Linked DNA regions of Mus musculus: regions 2, 3, 4, 5 and 6 are each linked to region 1. The links are chromatin contacts, called in public Hi-C and HiChIP or PLAC-seq maps. All regions are on one chromosome and are shown on one strand. The core of a region is the stretch at or near the end of the contact, and the rest is flanking DNA. Distances in the headings are between cores, read along the strand shown. Region 1 has its middle 6.8 kb from the start of Gm33638. Region 2 has its middle 28 kb from the start of Gm34419. Region 3 overlaps Tnks (tankyrase, TRF1-interacting ankyrin-related ADP-ribose polymerase). Region 4 overlaps Tnks (tankyrase, TRF1-interacting ankyrin-related ADP-ribose polymerase). Region 5 has its middle 47 kb from the start of Dusp4. Region 6 has its middle 50 kb from the start of Gm46069.

Region 1 (3,820 bases), core at 765-3,264:
GTATTAAAAACTGAATTTTCTGTGACCTTACATAGTTTAGTGATTTTAAGTATTATATACATATTCCATAAGAAGTAAAAGTAATACAAGTTTTTTTCCCCTGTAGAAAATTCAAATAATTCAGAAGAATATCAAAGGAGAGGAAAACTTGGTGTGTCCCACTCCCTCCATTGCATCTTCCCCTTCAGCTCTGGGGACGGCCTCTCTACTTAGAAGCAAGAGGTTTCTTTGGTTAGAACTCATGCCTTCCAAACAGTTTTCATAGCAAATTTGTCTATGTCTTTCACATCATCATAGCATAATTCTAATCTGTGTATACCTTTATTGAGAGATGCTGTCTATATTTTTTATTTCTCCAATTTTTAGCAATGTAGATAGATTTTGGACACATGTTTATGCCATGGCCACTCCAGACAACGGTGTCAGATGAGTGCAGTTTTTGTTTGTTTTTGTTTTTTTCGAGACAGGGTTGCTCTGTATAGCCCTGGCTGTCCTGGAACTCATGCTATAGATCAGGCTGGCCATGAACTCAGAAATCCACCTGCCTATGTCTCCCAAATGCTGGAATTTAAGGCACGTGCCATCACTGCCTGGCCAGATGAGTGCAGTTTATATCTTCAGTGTATGTGCTGCTTGGGTTTGTAGAATATTGAGATCCATGCCGAAATGTGGACTCAGGACGTGACTGTCGGAAGACCTGCCACCTGGACACAGTCTTCCAACTTTCTGCATGGGTGGGTAACTGAGTCACGATGAAGTCCATCTTTGTCTCAGTAAGACAGCCTCCATGCTCTTCAGGGAATAAATCTAGGGTGAATAGGCAGCCATTGCTTTGGGGGGAGCCCATAACAGGGCTTTAATAAGTGGCTTCAGGAACACCCTTGCTTACAGTCTGTAGAGATCAAAGGTTGCCCAAGAGGGAGGAAGGGGGTTCTCTAGGATATCCAACAGGCTAACAGAAGGAAATGCACCTACGTTTCTCAGAAACCGTTTGGGTTCACGAATGCTGCCTTTGGGATGTTGAGGCACCTTTTACAAGAGGAAGGGGAGGATGGTGTCATGGTTAGGGTTACATCACCAAAAGCAACTCAGCGGAGAAAGGGCTTATTTAGTGTATACTTCCGCAGCACCGTTTATCATTGGAAGAAGCTAGGACCGGAGCTCAAGCAGGGCAGGAACCGGGAGGCAGGAGCTGATGCAGAGCAGGGCAGCACACATGGTGCTGGAACGGTAGCTGAAGGCTAGATCCTGGATTGTAGACTGAGAAAGAGGGAGAGAGGGAAGGAGGGAAGAAGGGAGAGAGAGAGAGAGAGAGAGAGAGAGAGAGAGAGAGAGAGAGAGAGAGAATGTGTGTGTGCAGTTTGTGTGACTGTGAGTCTGTGTGTGTGCTTGTTATGAACACAGGAGAGATTTAGGTTGTTGATATCACTGCTAATAACTGTCTGTCTGTCTGTCTTCCTTTTTTTTTTCTTTCTTGATGTTGCTGGGACCTGAACCCAGGGTCTTGCCTGTGGCAAGCATTTGTTTCAGTACTGAGTCACACACACACATACATTCAGACTTCACTACTCGCTTTTATAGCTATAGTGATTGTCATACATTAATCAATGGGTAGGGCAGTGCCTGGTTTCCATGTTATACAGTTGTTCATAATATCACCTATCGAAAATTGGAGTGCTAGAGAGATGGCTCAGCGGTTAAGGGCACTTTCTGTTCTTGCAGAAGACCCAGGTTCAGTTCCCAACACCTATATGGTGTCTTACAACAATCTGCAACTCCAGTTTCAGGAGATCCAATAACATCTTCTGACTCCTGTGGGCATCAGACATGCATATGGTACACAGTCATGCATGCAAGTAAAACACTCATACACATAAAAGAAAAATAATATGTCTTAAGAAGAAAAAGTTGTGATAAAGCAACTCATGGTAGAAAGAAAACCCACATTTGAAAACGTGTATTTCTTTGAGGCATTGGCTATCCTGGTTTCTAAGCTCATGTTTTTCTTGTGCCACTAGAGGGCAGCAATGGTCCATTTTGCAAAGTAGTACTTCCTACTGCAGGACAGTGTAATCCCTTTAACTACATTTATTTATTTCTATCTTAAACTGTTAATGTACATCAGGTTATGCTGTTGTAGACTTTCTAGGTAGATAATTTTTTTGCAGACTGTTATGAGCGATAAGTTATTTCTTCTAAAGTTACTTTTTATACAAAAAGTTCTCTGACATGGTAATAGGGGTAACATCTGCTATAAATGATGTGTGTTTGTGGTGTGTGCCCGCTTTCTTTAGGCCACATGTTGACACTGAGAGCTATCGTCAATCGATTTCCACTTTAATTTTTGAGGCAGGTTCTCTTACTGAATCTGGGACTTAAGTATTTGGCTAGGTAAGCTGGCCAGTAAAGTCCAGGGCTCCTCCTGCCTTTGCCTCCCCAGCACTGGGACTGAAGGTGGGTACACTTGCGTTTGACTTTTATGCAGGTCTGGGGATCTAGACTTAAGTTCTTTCTTTCTCTCTCTCTCTTTCTTTCTTTCTTTCTTTCTTTCTTTCTTCCTTTCTTAAGATTTATTTATTTATTATATGTAAATACACTGTAGCTGTCTTCAGATGCACCAGAAGACAGCATTAGATCCTATTATGGATGATTGTGAGCCACCATGTGGTTCCTGGGATTTGAACTCAGGACCTTCAGAAGAGCAGTCAGTGCTCTTAACCACTGAGCCATCTTTCCAGCCCCCTAGACTCAGGTTTTCATGCTGTGAGATAAACACTTTATTGACTGAGCCATCTCCCTAATCCCTAGTTTTACACTTTCAGTCATATGGGATCTGACTCTTTCCCAAATATCAAAATATATGTGTATTTGGAGTCTTTCTCAACTCTTCTGTTACTGTCTAAGCTGTCCCCGGTCACTTCAGTCCTGTGTCCTCTGACAGACAACTTGCATGAGTTAGGTCAGGTCATGCTACGCTGCAGCACAAGCCTTCCCATGTCTCCCCAGCTTGGTCACCAGGTGGCTCACACTAAGTGCTCAGTGCTAAATGGGGCATCAATCACTTCTCCAAAGCTCATGGAACCTCAGGAAGAAGGGGCAGAAAGTCTGTCTGAGCCAGAGGATGGGGAGGAGGGATGTGAAACGCTGCTGTAGGGGTGCACACAGCTATTGTACTTTTGAACTCATGATAACTATGGTTACGGGGACATGATCAAGTCAACAAGACCAGCCAGCATCCTGGCAGGCAGCACTTATAGCACTCAATGGTTGTGAAGGGGGATAGGCACACATTGAGAGGGCGTGGGGTGTGTGGGAGAGACTCTGCCGGTTCCTGGAGGAAGTGGGGGGGGGGATAGGGGGTATTTGTGGGGAGGAGGTGTGTAGACTCCTAGGAGGAGTGGATAGGGGGGTGTTATGGGACATATGATAAAGATGCATTGTTTACATGCAGAAGGTTGTGAAAGGATGAAAAAAAATCATGTTCTATTAGAAATTACAACTCTCTATTTACGCCTTAGGTCTTTCTCACCTTATTGGAGTTTTCTCATAACACTACATCTTTATATTGTATTATTCACTGGCATGTAAGATGTGCAAGGCCAGGGTGTTTTATTTTGTTTTTGTCTGTATTGTTCTGTATTCACATCACTCAAATGATTCTTGTCTCACGGTCCGCATTCAGTAAATACATCCTAAATGAATGAGTGGCCAACTAACCACATATCATTTTCCTTTTCCACAACAGCTGACTGCATATTCTGTTTAGGTAGACAAGAGGACGATGTGGATTGCAGATAGGACTTCTGTGGTTCTTCAAAAA
Region 2 (3,820 bases), core at 695-3,194, 940 kb after region 1:
ACTGTTGAGATAGTTCTTGCCGGCCTCTGGAAAATTCTCTCTCTCTTCTTTCACTTGTTTAAATCTCTCTGTACACATGCACACAGATGAACACATCCTACCCTAGGCTTGTGGAGGAGGCCAATGGACAACCTCGGATGTCGGCTCTCACCGTCCACCTTGTTTGCTCTCTTGGTGTTTGCTGCTGTCTACTCCAGCATAGCTGGCCATCAAGTTTCCAGGGGTCTCCTGTCTCTGTAGAAGAGCTGATGTTACAGACACAAGCACCATATCCAGCCCTGTGTTCGTTGTGGGGATCTAAGCATAGGCCTTTATGCTTGTATGGGAAGCGCTTTTCCCACCGAGCCATCCCTCCAGTCCCAACAATTCACTCTTCTCTTGCTGTGACCTGTGTCCTTGTTAGGAAGCTGGCCAAATCAGCAGTCAGTATATGTACCCCCCAAAGGGGGCACCCCTATGTAGGGATAGGCTGTGCGTGGACATGATCCAGAACTTTTAACAAAATATCCCATTTAGTTGGTCTAAATGTATCCTGGACTTAGATTTCCCTCAGCTAGATACCTCAAAGACCCAGGGATGCTCTGGAGCCTCCTGAAACAAGGGCAGGAAGAAAGGAGGGGAAGTTGGAAAGACAACGCCAAGTAGAACTGAGTTAAAACGTTCCTTCCTCTATGTTGTCTATTACACGGCCATATGGGTACATTATCAGTGTATGCCATAGGCCTTTCTTTGTAAAGGGTCTTTAGAAACGAGGCCCTGCAACCTTACTTCACAGTACATCTGCCTCTGGAGACTTGGTTCATGGATCCTCTTTCCCATTGGCAGTCAACCCTGCTCATCATACTTTGGCACCAAATTCTCTCTCTCTTTCCATTGCTTGACCTGGTCCAAATAGCACGACATCAATTCTGGCAAGGGCCTCCTATGGCATCACACTATGTATGGTAGATGGTATCATGGCAGAAGGACATGCAAGAGGAAGAAATCACAGGGCAGGGTAGAAAACAAGTCTCCCCACAAGGACTCACTCCACAAGAATAGCATCGGTTCCCCGAAGGCCTTACTCTGGGCTCTGTCTCCTGAGGGTCTGCCGCTTCTTAGCATTGCCACACTAGCAACCACATTTTCCAGGAATAAATCGTCCAGGTATAAACCCCATCCAAACAATCGCAACCAGCATGCTGAGATCTCTGCATGGAATAGTCCAAACCTTCCTCTTGTCTCTTTGTCCTTCCTGGAAATGTCACTGCCTTTTCACCTTGATTTTCTTGCCTTTGGATTCATTTCCTAGTAGATCAATCTCTTCTAAATTGTCATTGCTCTGGAGACAGCTAAACGGCGTACGAAGTAAATGAGTAAGTGGGTGGAGATGATTTCGGAATCATGAAATAGAACCCCAGTCTCTCATACATTGGCTGTGTGTCCTTGGGTAAATTATTCAATATTTCTGAACCTCCGCTTTACAATATCCTTAAAATAATTAGAGTTGTCCTACAGTTCACTAAGCAGTGCCTGGTGCGTTGGGATTGATCATGGGAAGGTGACAAGGGTAATGATAACATAAACACACAAACAAACACCCATAAGTCTCAGCGTTCCTTTGGAGCAAGCAAACTTTTCCTACCCCACTTTTCCTTGCCGACTCCCACACCCAACATTGGCCTCCCTTCCTCCTGCTTTTATCTTTTGTGAGGAGCAGGACATATGCCTCTGGTTCTGTGTGCACAATGACAGTAATTAGAGCCATAGGTTGGAGCTCAAAAAAAAAAAAAAATGGCGTCTGGTTAGCAAAGGGTCCCGTCAGTTCAGCCAAAAAGTACAGCAGATCCTGTCTGTGCGGAGTACATAGTCACTTCCCCTAGTTTTCAAAGTTGGTAATACTGTTAACAGGCGGCTGGTGACAGCAGCAACATCAGCATTGTCGGCTGGGCAAGGTGACAGAACGTTCTGCACTTCCTGTCTCTCAGGAAACGATCCGCGGATTCAGATGCAAATGAGCGCGAAGCCAGCCAGTCCTGATTTGCATTTGCTCTCGGTGAACTCGCATTCCCTCCCCAAGTTCGTCTTCTGTGCATTTGCAATGCTGAAATGACTCTGCCAAAGCAATTTCTTTTTTCTACTCTATCCGTTGTAATCTCAGAAAATCCTCCCCCGAAAGCCCAACTTTTACTCTGTGTTAATTTGGCCCTTGTTGCCCAGGCTCCCCTCCGAGATGTTTCTGCTCTCACCTGCCCTGCATTCAGGTCTCTCTGTGCTGCGCCTTCTCCCATGAGGCTTTGCAGCTAGCTGTCCTTTAAGTTGTTTCCCATCCTGACCTCATGTCCTGGGCCCACAAAAGGCACACAATTCCCTCCTAAAGGACCAGGACAGTGGCAATGCTCTGTCAGTGTGTGAGGGACCCAAGGCTCTGTTAAAATGAACTTCAGTAAAATCTGACGTGTCCAGCTGACCTTTAATCAACACAGGCAGGAACTTGGCAGGTCTTGTTAGTATGAATTACAGATTTGTTTGTTTGTTTGTTTTTGAGAAGTGTGACAATAAAAATAAAAACAAAGAACAACAAAAAAACTTGTCTATGAAGCCTAGAGGTTTGTGTATATATTAATAAAAATCTAGTTATGTCACTAACACATATATGTAGATGATCATAATTATATTATTGACTCTCATAAAAGACATGAGGATATTATAAAAAAGCTAAGTTTTATTCAAGACATAAACAGACAAACACAGATTATACTTGGTGCCATTTGCAGTTGAGGGGAATACAAGCACACGGAAATAACAGGGTATTAATTATACTGCATAAACTACTACATAGGTGTCTCAGTCAGCTTTCCATAACTGTAACAAAACACATGAGCTAATCAATACAAGGAAAGGAAGGCTGATATTCCCTCAATTCTGAGGTTTCAGTGTTTTGGCTCTGTTTCTCTCTGCCTGCTGGGTGCATTGTATATCATAGCGGGATCATGGGCCACAGATCTCTTCACCCAATGTGACCAAGGAGCTAAGACAGAAACAGGAAGAGGCTAAAACATCAACACTAACTTCTTCATGCTAGGCCTCTCCTCCTAAAGTTATTTTCCACCTCCAGTAGCACCTCAGGCTAAGAACTAAGCCTTCCCTGGATAGAGCTAATGGGGCTAACTCAGATCTAACACTCAGCAGTGAGCATCTGCAATAGCTCCATTATCATTTCCTGCTGTCACTGCGGTAAGCTCCAGGGTAGGTACCAAACATCTGCCCTGTTACACTGATTGTTCTGCCTTAGCAGTTCATCTCTCTTAAGTAAAGCACATGGCAGTAAGAAGTGACCCCTTGATGCTCTCCATGTCTTGCACTGGGTCTAAGTACTTACACGGCATACAAAATAAATGTGAAAGACCTGGTTGTGTCGTCAGTAAAAGCCTCTGGCCAGCTAGATAGGAAGTCAAAAGCTACATGTGGATTTTTTTTAATTGCATGGGGTCTTAGGCCCCTAACGTCAGCAATGCACAGAGATTACACCGCCTTGAGCTCAAGGAATGTTTACAGCAGGAGCACACACCTGTGTAGCGAGCATCAGACCGGGAGGTAGGTCAGCAGATGTCCCAGGACCCAGAACCTTCCCTCCACATTCTCTCCTAGCCAGGGCACAGCCCTGACTTCAAGACCATAATTTTGCCTAACATTGAACTTGACATTAACACAGTAACACACGATGTACTTTCTTGGATTTTCACTTCTTCTATTGCGTTTGTATGATTCACCTACACTGTGGTTCATTTTCACTTCTGTGGACCATTTTGGTACAGGGAGTTTGTGCTATTTCATAGGA
Region 3 (3,820 bases), core at 629-3,128, 770 kb after region 1:
AATAACAATAATAAATTCTATCTGTTCTTCTCCTCCAGGAAACTCTAATACACTATGTAAAAATGAGCACATCAGAGCCAAATATGGCAGCACATGCCTCTAATCCCACAATGCTGGAGGGAGACTGAGCAATGTTTGTAGGCCAGCCTATGCTACATAAAGAGATCCTCTTTTAAAAACACTAAGGAGCTAGGAAAATGATCCGGTCTGTTCAAGTGCTCGGTATGCAGACATAAGGATCTCAATCTGAATCTCCCATACCCACGTTAGGAAAAAAGAAGAAAGCTGGGAACTTGGTGTGGGACAGAGGGATCCCTGGAGCTACAGGCTCAACAAAGAGACCCAGTCTCAAAAACTAAGATGGAAGGTGACTGCAGAACACCCAGCATGGACCTCTGCCCTCCGTATGAACACACAGACACACACAGACAGACTAACAGACAGACAGACAGACAGACACACACACACACACACACACACACAAATCACAATAAAAAGTAAAGAATCAAGAACAAAATCAGAGGCAACTAGTTAAGGACACTCCTGCTCTCCTGTCTAACAATAAAGATCTGGCACAGAGTTAGAAGGCAAGGACAGCTGGGTCCCAAATTCTGGGTGAGCACCTTGGTCTGTGAGGGTCCAAGTGGGAAAGACGTAAGCCAACAGCTAGACACTCATCCAACGACCTTACTAGTCCTCTGGGCCTCATCTTCGCATGCCTGCTGTTGACATCAGCTAGCATAGAGAGACCACAGGATAGACCCTTCCTCAAATGCAAGCTCCTTACCTGGGCTCGCAGAATGCCAGTGGCCTGACCTGACTGATGTCACCTAATCCATCATTGTCTTTTCTGTCCCAACAGGAACAAAGCAACAAGCCTTCAAACTCCCCAGGAGCCTTGCTTCTCATAATGGGAAGGGTTGGGTTGTGATGGTCGAGGGAGGGAGGGACAGAACCGAGACTGTAGGACCTCTACCACTGCTCAGTACTATTGTGCCAGAACAGCAGACTGGACACATGGCCAGCTCTCTCTGGTTTCACTATTCTGATATAAAATTGAGCTACCCCTGTCCAGGAGCAGTAGAATGTAAGTAGAGTGTAAGATGATTTGTAAATTTCAGCACATGTTTGCTGGTAAATAATGTCATTTCACATATTTAAAGAAAACAAAAAATGTACTTTAAGGAAAAACTAAATTCAAAGTACAAGGCCTAACTAAATACACTTAGCAACATTCTTAAAGAACTGATTTTAAAGTATTATAATTAAGGCCCTTTGAAGTGTTTCAGTACAAGATGTAGGGCCACGGGTATTTATTCCCCAGGTCTGAGCTAAAAAACCAGGAAAAGTCATTCCACTTAACATTTAACATTTTAAGCTTGCCTACAATTAAAATCTGCAAGAAACAACCTTAAACCTTAACGGTAACATGAACAATGTTATCAAAAAAGAAAACCCAAAGGCGTTTGGTGTAATATAAACTGAAATATTTTATAAACAGTAGCAAACAACAGACTAAGAAGGCATTTTCTTCCTAACCTGACTACCAACAAAGCAACGAGCACTGGATCACAATAGCAAAGTTCATATTACATGTCATTTTTTAATTTTTCTGTAAGTATTGTAAGATCCAAGAACACCCAAAAGACAAAGAGTAAAGTAAGCTTGAAATTGTCAAGAACACTGACATAAAAGATAAACGGGCTTTTAGTGACAGAGGATCCACGAGATACCTTAGAAGGGAAGGTATCAGTGATCTACTGTTTACGTAATTCCAGCCACAAGACTGGCCTCATTGGCTCTCTACTGCTGGGATCAAACACCACCAAAGGCAGCTTGGGGATCAAAGGGTTTGTGTGGCTTCCCACTTCACAGTCCAACATGAAGGGAAGTAGTCAGGAAACAGGAAGTGAAACCAAGACCCATGGAGAAGAAACCCTCCTTACTGGTGTCTGTCCCCTTTGCATGGCTTGCTCAGCCCCGTTTCTTTTTCTTTCTTTTTTTTTTAAAGATTTATTTATTTATTATATGTAAGTACACTGTAGCTGTCTTCAGACACTCCTGAAGAAGGAGTCAGCTCTCATTACGGATGGTTGTGAGCAACCATGTGGTTGCTGGGATTTGGACTCAGGACCTTGGGAAGTTGATGCTCTTAACCACTGAGCTATCTCACCAGCCCAACAGCCCTGTTTCTTATAAGAATTACCATCAACTACCCAGGAATGGCTCCACCCACAGTGGGCTGGGGTTCTCCCACATCCATCAGTAATCAAAAAATTGCCTCACAGACTTGCACACGAGCCAATCTGATGGAGAAAACTCCTAAACCTAGAGTCCCTCTCCTCCCAGATATGCCTGTGTCACGTTCACAAAAATTAGCAACACAGAAGCTTTTGAACAATAACTGTAGAGCTTTTAAACACTTTTCTCCCCAGGGTATTCAGTGGCTCCCTAACATCACTGCCTACTCCAGAGGGTCCAGACATGGAGGAACTTCTAACTCTAAGTTCATTCTGAATCATGTGCATCCTGGCTGATGTGTGGAAGGCAGCTGCTGTTTATCTCACGACAGCTCCACCACCATGCCTTCACTCTCATTCTGTCCACTTTCTTCTTCTGACATGTTTTTAGGTATTTGGGTTTACTGTATTTTACGGAAGAAATGTGTATGCTGTTGTGAACATCTGTACTGGGAACTGCGGAAAGAACCTCCACCTTACTTGTCTTCTATGTACCAACTGGTTTACCTCATCTAATACACAACAAAGCACAGACACCTAGTTAGAAGTTTCTGATTACTCTGTAATATACCATCCAATGACAAATATTTTATATTTAACGTTATTGCTTCCTCTTCTAGCTTTCATTGTAACTATATTAGCTTTTAATCCTTAGAAGATAAACTAGCTTCTGATTGGTTCATCAAAAGTCACAAAGGAGTATATTTCCCTGTTGATTTCTCATTTGTCAAAAGCAGACCCTAGCTGAAAATTATTCTATCTTATAGAACCTGGTTTGGGGAGGGAGAGGGGGAGAGAGAGGGAGAGAGGTAGAGAGAGGGAGAGAATGCTAAAGTACAGAGAACTAAAGGAGTGCTTTCTCCAAACCCAACAGAGAAACTACCAGAAACAAAAAAGGTAAGAAACAGGGAGTAAAAATAAACTGTCCCAAGAAAAAAAGATGGTTAAATTCCAACGCAAAAAGATTAGCTCAACAGCAGAAGGTAATTATCCTGCCTAGGCAGGCGATGGACCAGAGAAGGCCTACACTCAACACCAGCACTGTGTCTCCTTTGCTGCTGTGAATATGAAGACAGGATTTCCCACTGCAGCGCTAGCCAAAAGTAGAGGGATATATCAAGGGGAAATACTGCAATCGGACCAGAGGGCCAAGTGCACAATTACATCGAAGGTGACAGCATTTTTAAAAAGCAAAGTTTGGAAAATGGTGATAAAAGAAATCACACTGGGGCGTTCGCTCTCTGTCCTAGCCCCATCTATCGCCATTTTCCACAACCTAGAATGCATACTTCACTCCTCAGCCCAAGCTCCTTAAGAACTCTTCCAGGAGGCTCTGAAACAGGTACAAAAGGCAAGCATTCAGTAAGATACCAGAGTAATGAGGGTAGGAAGAGAAGAAGCTCTGCAAAAATGACACTTCTCACAGCTGACGGAAGTTCTAACTTCCAGACTTCGGGAGCTCACAGGTTGCAGTGAGGACAGACAGACACTACAGAAGCAGTCTAACGTCAACTACTAAAAACTTCCTAAGTCCTTCAGAAAGAAAATGCAGAACAACAAGAAAACGAAAACTAAGTGGA
Region 4 (3,820 bases), core at 777-3,276, 670 kb after region 1:
AAGGACGGCTCTCTGAACTGTCAGCGTCGGAGATGAGCGCAAAGTGCTGGGCTCCCTGGCTTCTCTACATGTATTTCAGGCAGCTAACAAGCAAGGTAAAAACATACACATAGATTAAACACGAGGCAAACTGCAGAACACTATAAGTCACAAAATAAAGAGAATACATAACACAGAAAATAAACAGCTGCGAAGTTTATGAAGTCAATAACTCAGAAGATGAAAAGCTGAAAGAGCACGTGAGCGCTTACCTGCTCTGTTTCAAAAATGTCCCTCAGGTGCTCAAGGCCAAGGCTCTTAAGGAACTGGCTGATGTTCATGTCAAGACCCGCAACTAAAACAAACAGTAAAATCTCTTAGAATTTCCTAATTCTACGCAAGGTCAGCATTTATGCATAACCCTATTTTTTGACACTTGCCTGTACAGATGATTTCACATGACAAAAACCAATACCAAATATGTCAATTTAAATCAGGCACTTCCAAGTTATGCTGAATTTTCTCTTTGGCATAGCAACAGTACTTACATTAATTCTAATACACATAGAATAGAGAACTAAAATATAGATGTATATATTAACTCTACAGGGAATATAATTCCTACCACCTTATTTTTATGTCTAAGACATTTATTTTTAGCTTTGTGTGTTTTTATGCTTGCGTATCTGCACGCGAAGTGTTTCCCTGGGAGCCAGCTGAGTACACTGGGTTCCCTGAAGCTGGGGTGAAGAGGGTTGTGAGCTAAACAGTGTGGGTGGTGGAAACTAAACCAGGTCCTCTACAAGAGCAGTACCTAGGCTCAAGACCATAGTTGATAGAATTAGTACTTTCAATGACTTAAAAGAAAAGAAGAAGGTATCAGTTACTATTTTGATTTATTCTTCTTCCTCTTCTTCTTCTTCTTTTTATTTTATTTATTTATTTATTTATTTATTTATTTATTTATTTATTTATTTATTTATTTATTTATTTATTTTTGGGTTTTACAAGACAGGGTTTCTCTGTGTAGCCCTGACTGTCCTGGAACTCACTCTGTAGACCAGGCTGGCCTCGAACTCAGAAATCCGCCTGCCTCTGCCTCCCGAGTGCTGGGATTAAAGGCGTGCGCCACCACCGCCCAGTTTGATTTATTCTTTTTAAGAATTATTTTTATTTATTTCTATGTGTATGTGGAGGTCAGAGGTCAATGTTGAATATCTTCCTATCTATCTATCTATCTATCTATCTATCTATCTATCTATCTATCTACTATCTATCCATCCATCCATCCATCCATCCATCCATCCACCCACCCACCCACCCACCCACCTTTGAGAGAGAGCATCTTACTAAACCTGGAGCTCACTTAGCAAGTCCCAGGAATCCTTTTTCTTTCCCCTTCCCCCTCACATCCTCCAATCCTGTCTTTGACTTAGGGCCTCACCATGTAGTCCTGGATGACTTTGAACTCAAAAGTTTAGAGAGGGGCTATCTTTAAGCTTTCAATAATAAAAAGGAAAAAGTAACTGGTCCGCTAAAGTGTACAAACAAGGGTTCCCAGGGGTACACCTACCTTCTCCTTCCTTCCTTTCTGCACCCGCAGCGCCATCCCCTGCATTGGAGGCCCCTCCTACAGCCAGATCCGTTAACGGGCCAGTGAGGTTATCTATGCTGCTGGCAGCAGAGAGGCAGGAGGGGGTGGACGCTGGTGAGATCAGAGAGGCACTAACTACAGTTGCCTGAGGTTTAAAACAGGTAGGTAAGGCCTCAGGGGGCATGGCATCTATCAGCAGAGCCCGGATGTCATCAGCCTAAAAAATGATTAAAGAAAACACAAAAACCATTATTAATGCTAAGATTTTCACCAAGTACCAAATGTAAAGACACGGACATCAGGCAAGGACAGTGACAGTGATTTTGGCTGTAAGAGTCAGACAAGGTTAGTGAAAGTCAAAGTGAAGGAGGCCGACTCTACATGAGATATCACTGAAGCACAGAAGGAAGTGAGAGGCCATGTGGTTTTGGCTATGGAGATTTCCAGGAAGAATGCCAACTCCGCCACAGGAAGTGCCAGTTGAGCCCTGGAAGGTAAGGTCATGCCTGGAATCCTAATGTACAACCACCACCCTGCAACAAGGACTTACCGTCGCCAGATCTAAAGGTGTCTGACCTTCCTGGTTCTTCATGGTTGGGTCTGCGCCATGTGCTAGGAGCAGGGCACATAACTGCGTCCTTCCTTTCTGGGCAGCTTCGTGAAGGGGAGTAAAGGCCCACTTATCCGTTGCGTTTACACACGTGTTGTATTTTATCAGTAACGCTGCTATGTCAACATGCTGAGAAAATCAAGAGAACACGGACACTGAAGAAGAAAGCCACCCAGCAGAATTTGTCAAGTATCCTTGCTACGATTTCACCATCCTCCTAGGCCTCATCCTTAATAGAAACTTCTTAAAAACAAACAATCAAAAACAGTCTTCTCCTGTGCTTTGGACTTGTCTCCTACTCAGCTATTCTTTTGCCTCTCTAGGCTGGCCTCTAACTACTTATTTCCAAAGAAGAGATCATGAATTCCTAAGACAGACATGGTATCCCTGATAACATGATAATGAAGACGGGAGGAGGTCTGCACAGAACCACTAGGATTCTGCTGAGAACAGGCTAGTTTATCTAAATGCTTGAAGATTCTTTGGGATTATGAGAATATTAAACTAACTTTGCAGTTTATGTTTAAACTTCTAACATGAAAGCTATGTATGATTCTATCAGAATCACTTCCAAAAACAACCAACCAAACAAACAAAAAAACCCCAATTTATCTTCTTTACTCAAAGGATGTTTTCAAAAAGCAACTTCTACTGAGTTAGTCCGAAAGCGTGGCATAACTTCAAACTATCCCTCAGATGATATCACAAGTTACTTAAGCTGTTTCCTGCATTTTATTAAGAGGAACACAATTTGGTAGACTAATTTGCATAGACTTCCAAAATTAGTCCAAAAAGAGTTACAGTTTGTATAAATGTGGGCGTATAAATGAGCTGTGTGTTCAGTATGCATTGTTAAACTTACTTATATTGAATTTACAGTGTCTTTAGTGAAACCAATTACAAGCTTGCTAAATTGGCTGGCAAATGTCTACAAGACCAATGAAGAGGAAGGAATATTACTGAAATAGAGTCAAACACAATTCTTAAGCTTTTCCTTCTTTTTAAGTAGCTACACTTCTGGAGCAAACCACAGTAACTCAGATGCACAAGCGAGCTGCAGCTTAGCTTTCGTCACCTGGGCAGGACCAGAGGACTGAGTGAGAAGGCCAAGACCAGGAGCCAGCTCGACTGTCCTGGAGAAAGGCACTAAGCGCTGACTAAAGACAGGGACTCAATGTTAAAAAGGTGGGCAAGAGAAGAGAATGTGGGCTCCAGCCAACCCATTTCATTGTATATACCGTCTACTACTGTGATGGCAAGAAACCATCAGACAGAATCTATGTTTTAGGGAAAACGCTGCAAAATGAGAAAGTGGAGAAAGAAAATCAATCTGCCAGATGATTTATTCTTATAAAATCACATGCTTTTGGTAAGGAATATCAGTACTTTTTAAAATGTATTAATATCACAGAAATTAACTGTCCTTTGTATGTATAGATAACTAAACATACTACAATACAAAGGATACTAAGCAGAATAAAGCTCATTGCCATAAAGAAAATTCTCATGAAACTTTAAACTTTAAGCTCAAACTTGTGGCAGGAGCCTTCTGAGATTGTAGAGATAACTGTAGGCAGCTAAATTCCACACCCACTTAGGAGCCTCCTGGCCTTAATAGTTTCTACAACCTATCTGAG
Region 5 (3,820 bases), core at 765-3,264, 580 kb after region 1:
TCTTATTTTTGTTTCTTGAGACAGGGTTTCTTTGTGTAGCTCTGACTGTCCTGTCCTGGCTCTCTCTCTGTAGACCAGGCTGGTCTCGAACTCAGAGATCCACCTGCTTCTTTGCGTCTTTTTTTTTTTTTTTTTTTTTCGAGACAGGGTTTCTCTGTATAGCCCTGGCTGTCCTGGAACTCACTTTGTAGACCAGGCTGGCCTCGAACTCAGAGATCCACCTGCCTCTGCCTCCCAAGTGCTGGGATTAAAGGCGTGCGCCACCATGCCCGGCGCTTCTTTGCGTCTTGAGTTTTGTGATTAATGGTGTGTGTGCCACCACCATCCAGTAAGAATCTAACATTTAACCAGCTTAAGCCCTGTTTTAGAGGATTGTTTCCTGAGATGAATCTAAGCGAAATCCAGTGAACTACATTCTACCAGCAGAAAGGGTCAGAGGGGGTGGGGGGTGTCCCCAATTCCTGACTGAGACAGGGTGGGTTGAGAAATAGGAAGTCAACATGCAGCTGGGAGACAGAGTTGTCAGAGTCTAGGAAGAAAGTCATTGGGTAATAAGGTCATGTCATGTGCAAGAGAATTCCCCATGAGAGATGGATATCCTACCAGCCTCGGCAGGTTAAAAATAGACCTCAAGTTACCTCTTTCTTGGTGGTAGGTTTGTATTGGCAAAAAGTTGTAAGATAGCTAGCTATCTTGGAAGGATGTTCAAGATATACCATCTGGTTAAAACAAATTAGCCGGGTGTGGTGGCACACGCCTTTGATCCCAGCACTCGGGAGGCAGACGGATTTCTGAGTTCGAGGCCACCTGGTCTACAAAGTGAGTTCCAGGACAGCCAGGGCTACACAGAGAAACCCTGTCTCGAAAAAAAAAAAAGTGAGGTGTCTAACAGGGTTTACAGATATGACTGCCTGTACATACAGACAGTGGAAGCAGTAACACATGCCAACTGTCTTTGGAGGAAAGCATAGGACATTGGCAACCATGGGGAGTGGGGATGAAGCTAGAAGCAAGGCTCTTGTTTTCACTTCATTTATTTCTGGTTGAAATTTTTTTTTAGCATGTAGATATATTTATTATCCTTAGTGAAAAACAGTAATAAATAGCAAGTCAGTCATCTATCACGCTGCTGGTTTTCTTTTGCTTTAGAAAGTCTGCTGCACACACGGGCGCATGCATGTGCTCTAGAGAATAAGAGAAGGGGTAAATAAGACTGGATGCACATTTTAAATCCGCCACCTTCTCCCCTGAGCCTCGTTCTACCAGGCTCTTCTTGCAGTTATAATTGGCTGTGCATACACACCAGCCTACAGGGAGGAAATGCAGTAGTCAATAGGCTATCGTCGTCTGTGTGCTGGGGCTTATATTTCATATTCTAAATTGATAGTCTCCTCTTGGGGCTTAGATTATTATGTACTTTTTTTTCCCCTAAATAGAATAAAAAGATTATGGAACTTAAATCAAAAGACCAGGTCCTGGTAGGGAGAGTTACCCTTGAGGTATCTCTACTGAGGGCAGCTGGACCCACTGGTATAAGAGACCTTCAGCTGTTTATCTAGAATATTCCACCCACCATAAAGATGGTCACCAGAGGAAAAAAAAATCAAGCTGGGTTTGTTCGGGTGCCACCTTCAATCATCCCTAACACTCAAGGCTGTTGTGGTGTTTTGTTTTGTTTTGTTTGTTGTGTTTTGTTTTGTTTTGTTTTGGGCTCATGACTTCATGACAGCCCATTTCCAGCAGGGAGAGAAAGAATGGAAAGTTTTGCCCATCTTCCATGATTCTGCACCTCCATTGAGAGCTGGGCCATCAGCAAAGGACCTTGTTGTGGAGCAAAACAAATAGAAATCAAAAGAAACCACAGAAATAGCAGACCTGGGCCATCTCAGAGACTGTGTCATTAAGTGTAATTTCATCAGCCCTGGGCTCCAGGGGCGTGATTTACACAGGTCAGTCAGCCTCCCTCGCGATGGGAAACTCATTTTTAATAAATGATAGCAAGTAGGTTTATTCAGACTTGTGACTATGAGTCACCGTGTTTGAAGCCGTATGACAAACACCACCAGAAACCAACAGATGACCTTGGCCATGGGACCTTTTTTTTTTTCTCTGAAAAAAAACAAATATATTTCCTGACCATGATATTGAGGCCTGAAAGTCTGTGTGAGATTGGTGAGAGATGTGTGGGGCCCATACATTGAGAGGACCAGGGTGAGCCCTCCTGGCCCTTCCTCTTCAGCAAGCCTGTGTGATTCAGTACCCAGGGAAGCCGAGGAGGAAGAAGTATATTTGATTCTGACTAAAACTGAACATCAGTGAGAGAGGAGAGTAAATTACTTTTTGAAAACAAAACAAAACAAAAAAATCTAAAAAAAAAAACAAAAAACAAAAAACAAAAACAAAAACCCCTAAAAACCAAAAAAGTCACAGCTCTGTGATTCTTGCTGCCACTAAAATTACTACAAATTAATAGGCTGACGGCTCCACAGTCGCTCCCCTCTTCTGAGTCCTTCACATTGTGACAAAGCACCTTTTCCAACCAGGAAATGAGAAAGCACGGGGTGGGGGTGGGGCTGGGGCTGGGGCTGGGAAACACTGGGCCACAGGCCAGAGAAATGGCAGAATCAGTGTGCGAGTCTGGATGAAGGTAAGAGTTACAAGAACATCATACCTTGTGAGGTCAGGAGTCTCCCTCTTGAAGGGACACATGCCTTCCTTGTGAGCTTAGGAGCAGCTCAGGGTGCAGTCCCGTCCCCCCCCATGGCATCCGATTGCTGCCTCTCCTCTGCTCCTCCAGTCTGCTCTGCATTTCAGCTTTTTGCCCCAAAGCTCTGCCCTCCCTACCATCCAGTAGTAAATCGGGAGAGTAATATCAGGGCGGAAAGGAATATCTGTTTCTTAACTGGAAGAGGAGAAAAAGAGCTTAAGACTCTTTTCTGACAAGGTAGAAGTCTCAGCTTCACTCCCACCCCCCAACACACACCCACAAAAAGAACACAAGTAGATGTGTTTTAAGAAGCACAAGCCAAAAGATACTTTATTTCTGGTCTTCATTTTTGTTTTTTGTTTTAGCACCAAATCAAATTGTGGCTCCCTTTCTTTCTTTGTGTATGTGTGTGTGTGTGTGTGTGTGTGTGTGTGTGTGTGTGTGTGTAACATGTAAGCTTGCTTATTCATATAGGTAAGAGAAAACTCTGGGGGGAACTCAGAGACACAAATAACGCTGCTTTTCAGGGAGAGGTCTTCTTGTGTTGAATGGAAGAGGTATTTATCACCTCCCCATCTAAATCAAATCTATATGTAAATAAAATGTGTAGAAACGGAATGCATCTTAACTGATGCATAAATAAACTGACCTATAAATAGCATTGAATGCAATGTGACAGCAATTCCAGTTCCTAGTGAGGGGACGTGCACAATACAGATGGACGCCACAGTAGACTGACTCATAACCAGCCCCCAACCCCCCTGCTTCCAATATGTGGTAAAAGGGCTAATCTGTTGTTTAGTCATGAGCCCGGCTTTAAAAGCTGAACCATCTCTCCAACCCTAAAAGGGCTAAATTTGAGGCTCAGAACATATGAATCTTCTGTACTATCCCCATGGTGATAATAGCAATGGTGTTGCAGATATTTCTCTTCCTGTCTCTTGTGCTGGGGGAGAGAGGAACCTTGAGGACAGAGGAGAGTGAATAACCTAGTAACGATTTGGTTAGGAGAAACGTGGCCGAGTGAAAGGTTTCTACTGACCAGAAGTCCTGAACAGGTGCTTTCTAGACCTGAAGGTAAAGTTTCAGAGATTAGATAACACTTTGAAGTTC
Region 6 (3,820 bases), core at 389-2,888, 560 kb after region 1:
TAAACCCACAAATTTTAGGATCTGTTATTTGTTGTGATTTAAGGTTTTCTACTAGGGCTGATTTCAAATGACCAGTGTGACATCATTCTGATGGTTCACATTGATCATTCATTTGACTGCCTAGGAGGATTGATTGTCTGGGGGGGGGATTTATAAAGTATGATTCTGGATGTGTCAGTGAGAGAATTTCCAGAGACAATTAGACCCCCAAGAGCTCTATCAAGGAACAGTCCCTTGATGGATATATCTTTCCCTGGCCCCTTTATGTGTTCTGTGTTCCCTGACCACCTTGAAGTGAATGTCACCGTGATGTATGTATTTCAGGCCAGGCTACCATAGAACTCTCTGAACAGAGAAGCAAAGTGAAGCCCACCTTCGTGATGTTGCTCTCTTACAGCTTTTGCTGATGGTTTCACTAAAGTAACTAATGTCGTCACACTATGCAAAGATATACACAGGAGCACACCATGCAGCAAGGCAAGTGTACCTGAGTGAACTAACAGATATTAATAACCCCAGGAACAGACACAGAATAGCATGTACTAATGTCAATAGGAAGTGATAGGTTTTGGGGTATTTTTCACCTTGGCAACATGTTTTTTTTTCACTGTTGAAGTTTGGACCCAAGGCTTTGTGAATGCTAAGCAAGAACCTTATAACTGAGCTATATTCTAGGGACAAAACATAAATGATCAAATTTTATATAAGTTTTCAGTTATAAAAATATTTAATATTTACCTTGCAAAATGCCTAGGAATTCATTCATAAGCTCCATCATTTCCATGTATGCCAGCATTGCACCAGACCATGTTATTAAACATACATTATTTGAACTGATGTAATAATTGTGTTTTGGGGGCACAGCGTGATATTTGAATGAACAAATACGAAGACTAATAATCAAATCAGGGGACCTGGCACGTCTCTCACCACAAGCTCTGACCCTCTCATGTTGAAAACATTCAAAATTCTCTCTTCTATCGTCTTCAAAATGTACCGTGGCTACCAATCATGGTCACCCTATGGGGCTGTAGGACATCAGAAATCATTCGTCCTATTCTGCTTCACCCTTGTCCTATCATAGAAGGAAAATTTCAGAAGTCCGCCAGGTCCTAAGGTACTATTTAAGAAGAGGAAGACAATTCTGTGCTGATTTGGAGAATAGCTGATCCAAAGTCATACAAAAATATCATGGCTTATGGTATTTCTAGTAGGATCCAATTTGTTCACGTGAAATTACTTTAGAGCTTGCTGTAGCTCTGTATTCACCATCAAGAGCTGCCTGCATCAGGGGCGCAGGTTAAAAGATGGCTCAGTGGCTAAGAGCATTCACTGTTCTTCCCAAGAAACTAAGTTTGCTTTCTGCACCCATATCATTGGGCAGCTCAGAGCTGTTGCAGGATTTTCCGTGTCCAATTACATTAGGGCAGCAGGAGGACTGTGATTGGACAGGGGAAAGGGAGGCGGAACTAAGAGTTGCAGAGTCTGCGTCTCAGAGAGGAAGGAAGATGGCTGATTAAGGCCATGCTGGTTCACATCGGCCTCTATTCTCCTCCTTTCTTCCTACCTTCTCTGAGATGCTCTCTGTCTCTGCAACTCTTAGCTCCACCTCCCTTTTCCCTGACAAATCACAGACCTCCTCCTGCCCTAATGTAATTGGACAGGGGAAATCCTGCAATACATAGCTGCCGGTAATTCCAACTCCATGAGATTTGACACCTCTTCTGGTCTCTATTAACATCTGCACACACGGAAAACACACACACGCACACTTAATTTTTTGTTGTTTTTGGTTTTTGGTTTTTAAGACAGGGTTTTTCTGTGTAATACCGGCTCTCTAAGAACTCACTCTGTAGACCACGCTGGCCTCAAATTCAGAGATCTGCGGCTTCTACTTCCCAAGTGCTTGGATAAAAGGCAAGCGCCACCACTGCCGGGCTCAATTTTTTTTTAAGACCTACATTTCTCTTTCCTGTGACTGTGGTTAGGTTAGTTTCAGAACGGGCTGTGTTAGTCATCTATTGCGCTATGAAAGACACTGTGATGTCTAGTACTTCAAATAAACCACTTTTCGTGCTTACAGTTCTTAGGGTCAGTAAGTGGGGCAAGGATTGAGAGGTCAGGTGACTTTTCCTGACACTGCCCGATGTTTTGGCAGGAGAGCTACTTAGACTGAAGGATGCCAACTAGGGTTGCTCAACTGTATTCTACATAGTGTCATTCTCTAGTGGGCTAGCCTGGTCTTCACACAGCAGTACCATTTTTCTATGAGGATGTAGACAGATGCAAGGTATCCTGAAGCCTGGCCTTAGAAGTCATATACTGCCATACTCTTGCCCCCAGTGTTCTACTGGTCACAAGGGCAGTCCGGCCTGAAAGGCTGAGGAAAGAGACTTGAAGGGAGGAGCTGCAGACTTTGTGACTGCCTTGAACCTACCATATCAGTATACCCCATCTAATGTTATCATCTTGCTCTGATGCCTACCCTCCCGCCTGTGTTCACAGCGATGCTGTTCTAAAGGGTAAGAGTTGAAACCCTTTCCAGAGACGCCTCAGCTGTGGTCAGGTGTCTGCAGCCTCATCGCTTCTTCTGTAGCTGTTGATAAGGCCAGGCCTAGCGAAACGTTCTTCAAACCATTTACCAGTATGACCTGCAGAGGCGGCATAATGGCCCCAATTTACTCTCAAGAGAGAGATGAGGAGGGGAACGGTCGCTTCCTTTACACTGGGTGCCCTTTCACGGCCCCCTTGCTGACAAGCCTGTATTAGTCAAAGACCAATAAGTGTGCTGACATTTGCTGAGAGCTGTTACCTTTAGAGACGTGGATAAATGTGCTAATGAGAGAGTTTTCTTGAGGGCTCTTATATGCAGGATGACTCCAAGCCATGGCCGAATGCAAACATCATCAGAACAGTGTGTTATACTTAATAGCCCAGAATGCTTCTGTAATACTTAATCCCCGTATACTTGTGACAGATCGGCCTCTGAAACAGGAACGCAGCCCCGGGGGAGAGAACGGCTTTAATCATCAAGCTTCAGGTGGGAGAGTACTACCAACGAATGACTTCCCCACGCCATGCAGCTCAGAGGGTCTATAAATTTCCAGTCTATTCAAGACGGAAACCAAAAGAATCATTTGCTATCAAACTGTTTTTTTCAAGCCATATACAGCATAATTCCGAAAGAGGCTGTTTCACGTACTTCCTAGGCAGAGAAAGAGGCCAAGGGGAAAAGACTTTTATATTACACAAAAACTTTACTTTTGAATGCTCAGTCCGAAGGACTGTGCTTGTACAAGCCACACAGGTAACTGGAGTTCAAGGTTAGGCAGAGTTTTATCCAACCCTTCTTGAGTTTTCAAGTTCTATCCAAACTGTTATCCATTGTGGGTGTTAATTTATTCATGTATGGGGACTTCTTTCTTCATCATACCTGTTACTTTCCAGCATCCCTTGGATTTTTCCAGTGTCCCCCATTTTAATCCCCGCCCCCCCACAGAATTTCTTCTGCTTTAACTTAAACATTGTTGCATAATGCAGAATCCATTGTGAGTGTCTCCCTAAACAAAAAAAAGAGACTTAATCTCAATGTTGATCTCTGGTCCCCATACACTCCTCATATTTATGCATGTGAGCCACCCCACATACACATGTGAACATGTAAATAGTCACATGTAGTCCAAGGGCAGTGTTAGATCAGTGTTCATAGTCATCCCCAAAAAACACTAAATATCATTCATGAGTGTTATGGAAAAGAACACAGGCCCACAGATCCACAGCAAACCAGTGACTCACCCACCTTTAAGAGTGAAAAGCAAAT

The links. A called contact is a pair of places that touch in the nucleus more often than the background predicts. HiChIP or PLAC-seq counts read pairs in DNA pulled down with a chosen protein or histone mark.
Region 2: a contact with region 1 is called in a Hi-C map of bone marrow-derived macrophages, with 12 read pairs. The contact joins two enhancer-like sites. A contact is called at or near these places in 1 of 484 Hi-C or Micro-C datasets (bone marrow-derived macrophages), 2 of 115 datasets of contacts at active chromatin or transcription factors (astrocytes and embryonic stem cells) and 1 of 9 other capture datasets (embryonic stem cells).
Region 3: an H3K4me3 HiChIP or PLAC-seq map of bone marrow-derived macrophages shows a contact between it and region 1, with 6 times the contacts expected there. The contact joins two enhancer-like sites. A contact is called at or near these places in 3 of 484 Hi-C or Micro-C datasets (CD4 T cells, DN3 thymocytes and the G1E-ER4 cell line), 4 of 115 datasets of contacts at active chromatin or transcription factors (acute myeloid leukemia, astrocytes, bone marrow-derived macrophages and 1 more) and 1 of 9 other capture datasets (embryonic stem cells).
Region 4: a contact with region 1 is called in a Hi-C map of bone marrow-derived macrophages, with 16 read pairs. The contact joins two enhancer-like sites. A contact is called at or near these places in 22 of 484 Hi-C or Micro-C datasets (B cells, CD4 T cells, the G1E-ER4 cell line and 17 more), 2 of 115 datasets of contacts at active chromatin or transcription factors (astrocytes and pancreatic cancer cells) and 4 of 9 other capture datasets (adipose tissue, embryonic stem cells, liver and 1 more).
Region 5: a contact with region 1 is called in a Hi-C map of bone marrow-derived macrophages, with 17 read pairs. The contact joins two enhancer-like sites. A contact is called at or near these places in 3 of 484 Hi-C or Micro-C datasets (Th2 cells, bone marrow-derived macrophages and regulatory T cells), 6 of 115 datasets of contacts at active chromatin or transcription factors (CD8 T cells, Th17 cells, embryonic stem cells and 3 more) and 1 of 9 other capture datasets (embryonic stem cells).
Region 6: a Hi-C map of bone marrow-derived macrophages shows a contact between it and region 1, with 18 read pairs. The contact joins two enhancer-like sites. A contact is called at or near these places in 3 of 484 Hi-C or Micro-C datasets (Th2 cells, bone marrow-derived macrophages and group 2 innate lymphoid cells) and 5 of 115 datasets of contacts at active chromatin or transcription factors (Th17 cells, astrocytes, embryonic stem cells and 2 more).

Annotation. Positions count from the first base shown.
Region 1 is chr8:34,178,062-34,181,881 of GRCm38.p6, forward strand. No RefSeq gene overlaps it. Among named protein-coding and RNA genes, the nearest start is that of Gm33638, 6.8 kb to the left of the region's middle. Within about 2 kb of position 2,015, at least 2 of the 459 cell types and tissues checked have an H3K27ac peak or open chromatin away from gene starts, as enhancers often do. A contact at or near this core is called in bone marrow-derived macrophages, where this site is marked.
Region 2 is chr8:35,121,552-35,125,371 of GRCm38.p6, forward strand. No RefSeq gene overlaps it. Among named protein-coding and RNA genes, the nearest start is that of Gm34419, 28 kb to the left of the region's middle. Within about 2 kb of position 1,945, at least 100 of the 459 cell types and tissues checked have an H3K27ac peak or open chromatin away from gene starts, as enhancers often do. A contact at or near this core is called in bone marrow-derived macrophages, where this site is marked.
Region 3 is chr8:34,943,418-34,947,237 of GRCm38.p6, forward strand. All of the region lies in intron 1 of Tnks (tankyrase, TRF1-interacting ankyrin-related ADP-ribose polymerase), which reads right to left. Among named protein-coding and RNA genes, the nearest start is that of Tnks, 20 kb to the right of the region's middle. Within about 2 kb of position 1,879, at least 55 of the 459 cell types and tissues checked have an H3K27ac peak or open chromatin away from gene starts, as enhancers often do. A contact at or near this core is called in bone marrow-derived macrophages, where this site is marked.
Region 4 is chr8:34,847,030-34,850,849 of GRCm38.p6, forward strand. Tnks (tankyrase, TRF1-interacting ankyrin-related ADP-ribose polymerase) reads right to left here. Exons shown (of 27, transcript NM_175091.3): 18 at 2,124-2,312; 19 at 1,553-1,790; 20 at 252-334. Among named protein-coding and RNA genes, the nearest start is that of Dusp4, 41 kb to the left of the region's middle. Within about 2 kb of position 2,027, at least 19 of the 459 cell types and tissues checked have an H3K27ac peak or open chromatin away from gene starts, as enhancers often do. A contact at or near this core is called in bone marrow-derived macrophages, where this site is marked.
Region 5 is chr8:34,758,722-34,762,541 of GRCm38.p6, forward strand. No RefSeq gene overlaps it. Among named protein-coding and RNA genes, the nearest start is that of Dusp4, 47 kb to the right of the region's middle. Within about 2 kb of position 2,015, at least 71 of the 459 cell types and tissues checked have an H3K27ac peak or open chromatin away from gene starts, as enhancers often do. A contact at or near this core is called in bone marrow-derived macrophages, where this site is marked.
Region 6 is chr8:34,738,508-34,742,327 of GRCm38.p6, forward strand. No RefSeq gene overlaps it. Among named protein-coding and RNA genes, the nearest start is that of Gm46069, 50 kb to the left of the region's middle. Within about 2 kb of position 1,639, at least 48 of the 459 cell types and tissues checked have an H3K27ac peak or open chromatin away from gene starts, as enhancers often do. A contact at or near this core is called in bone marrow-derived macrophages, where this site is marked.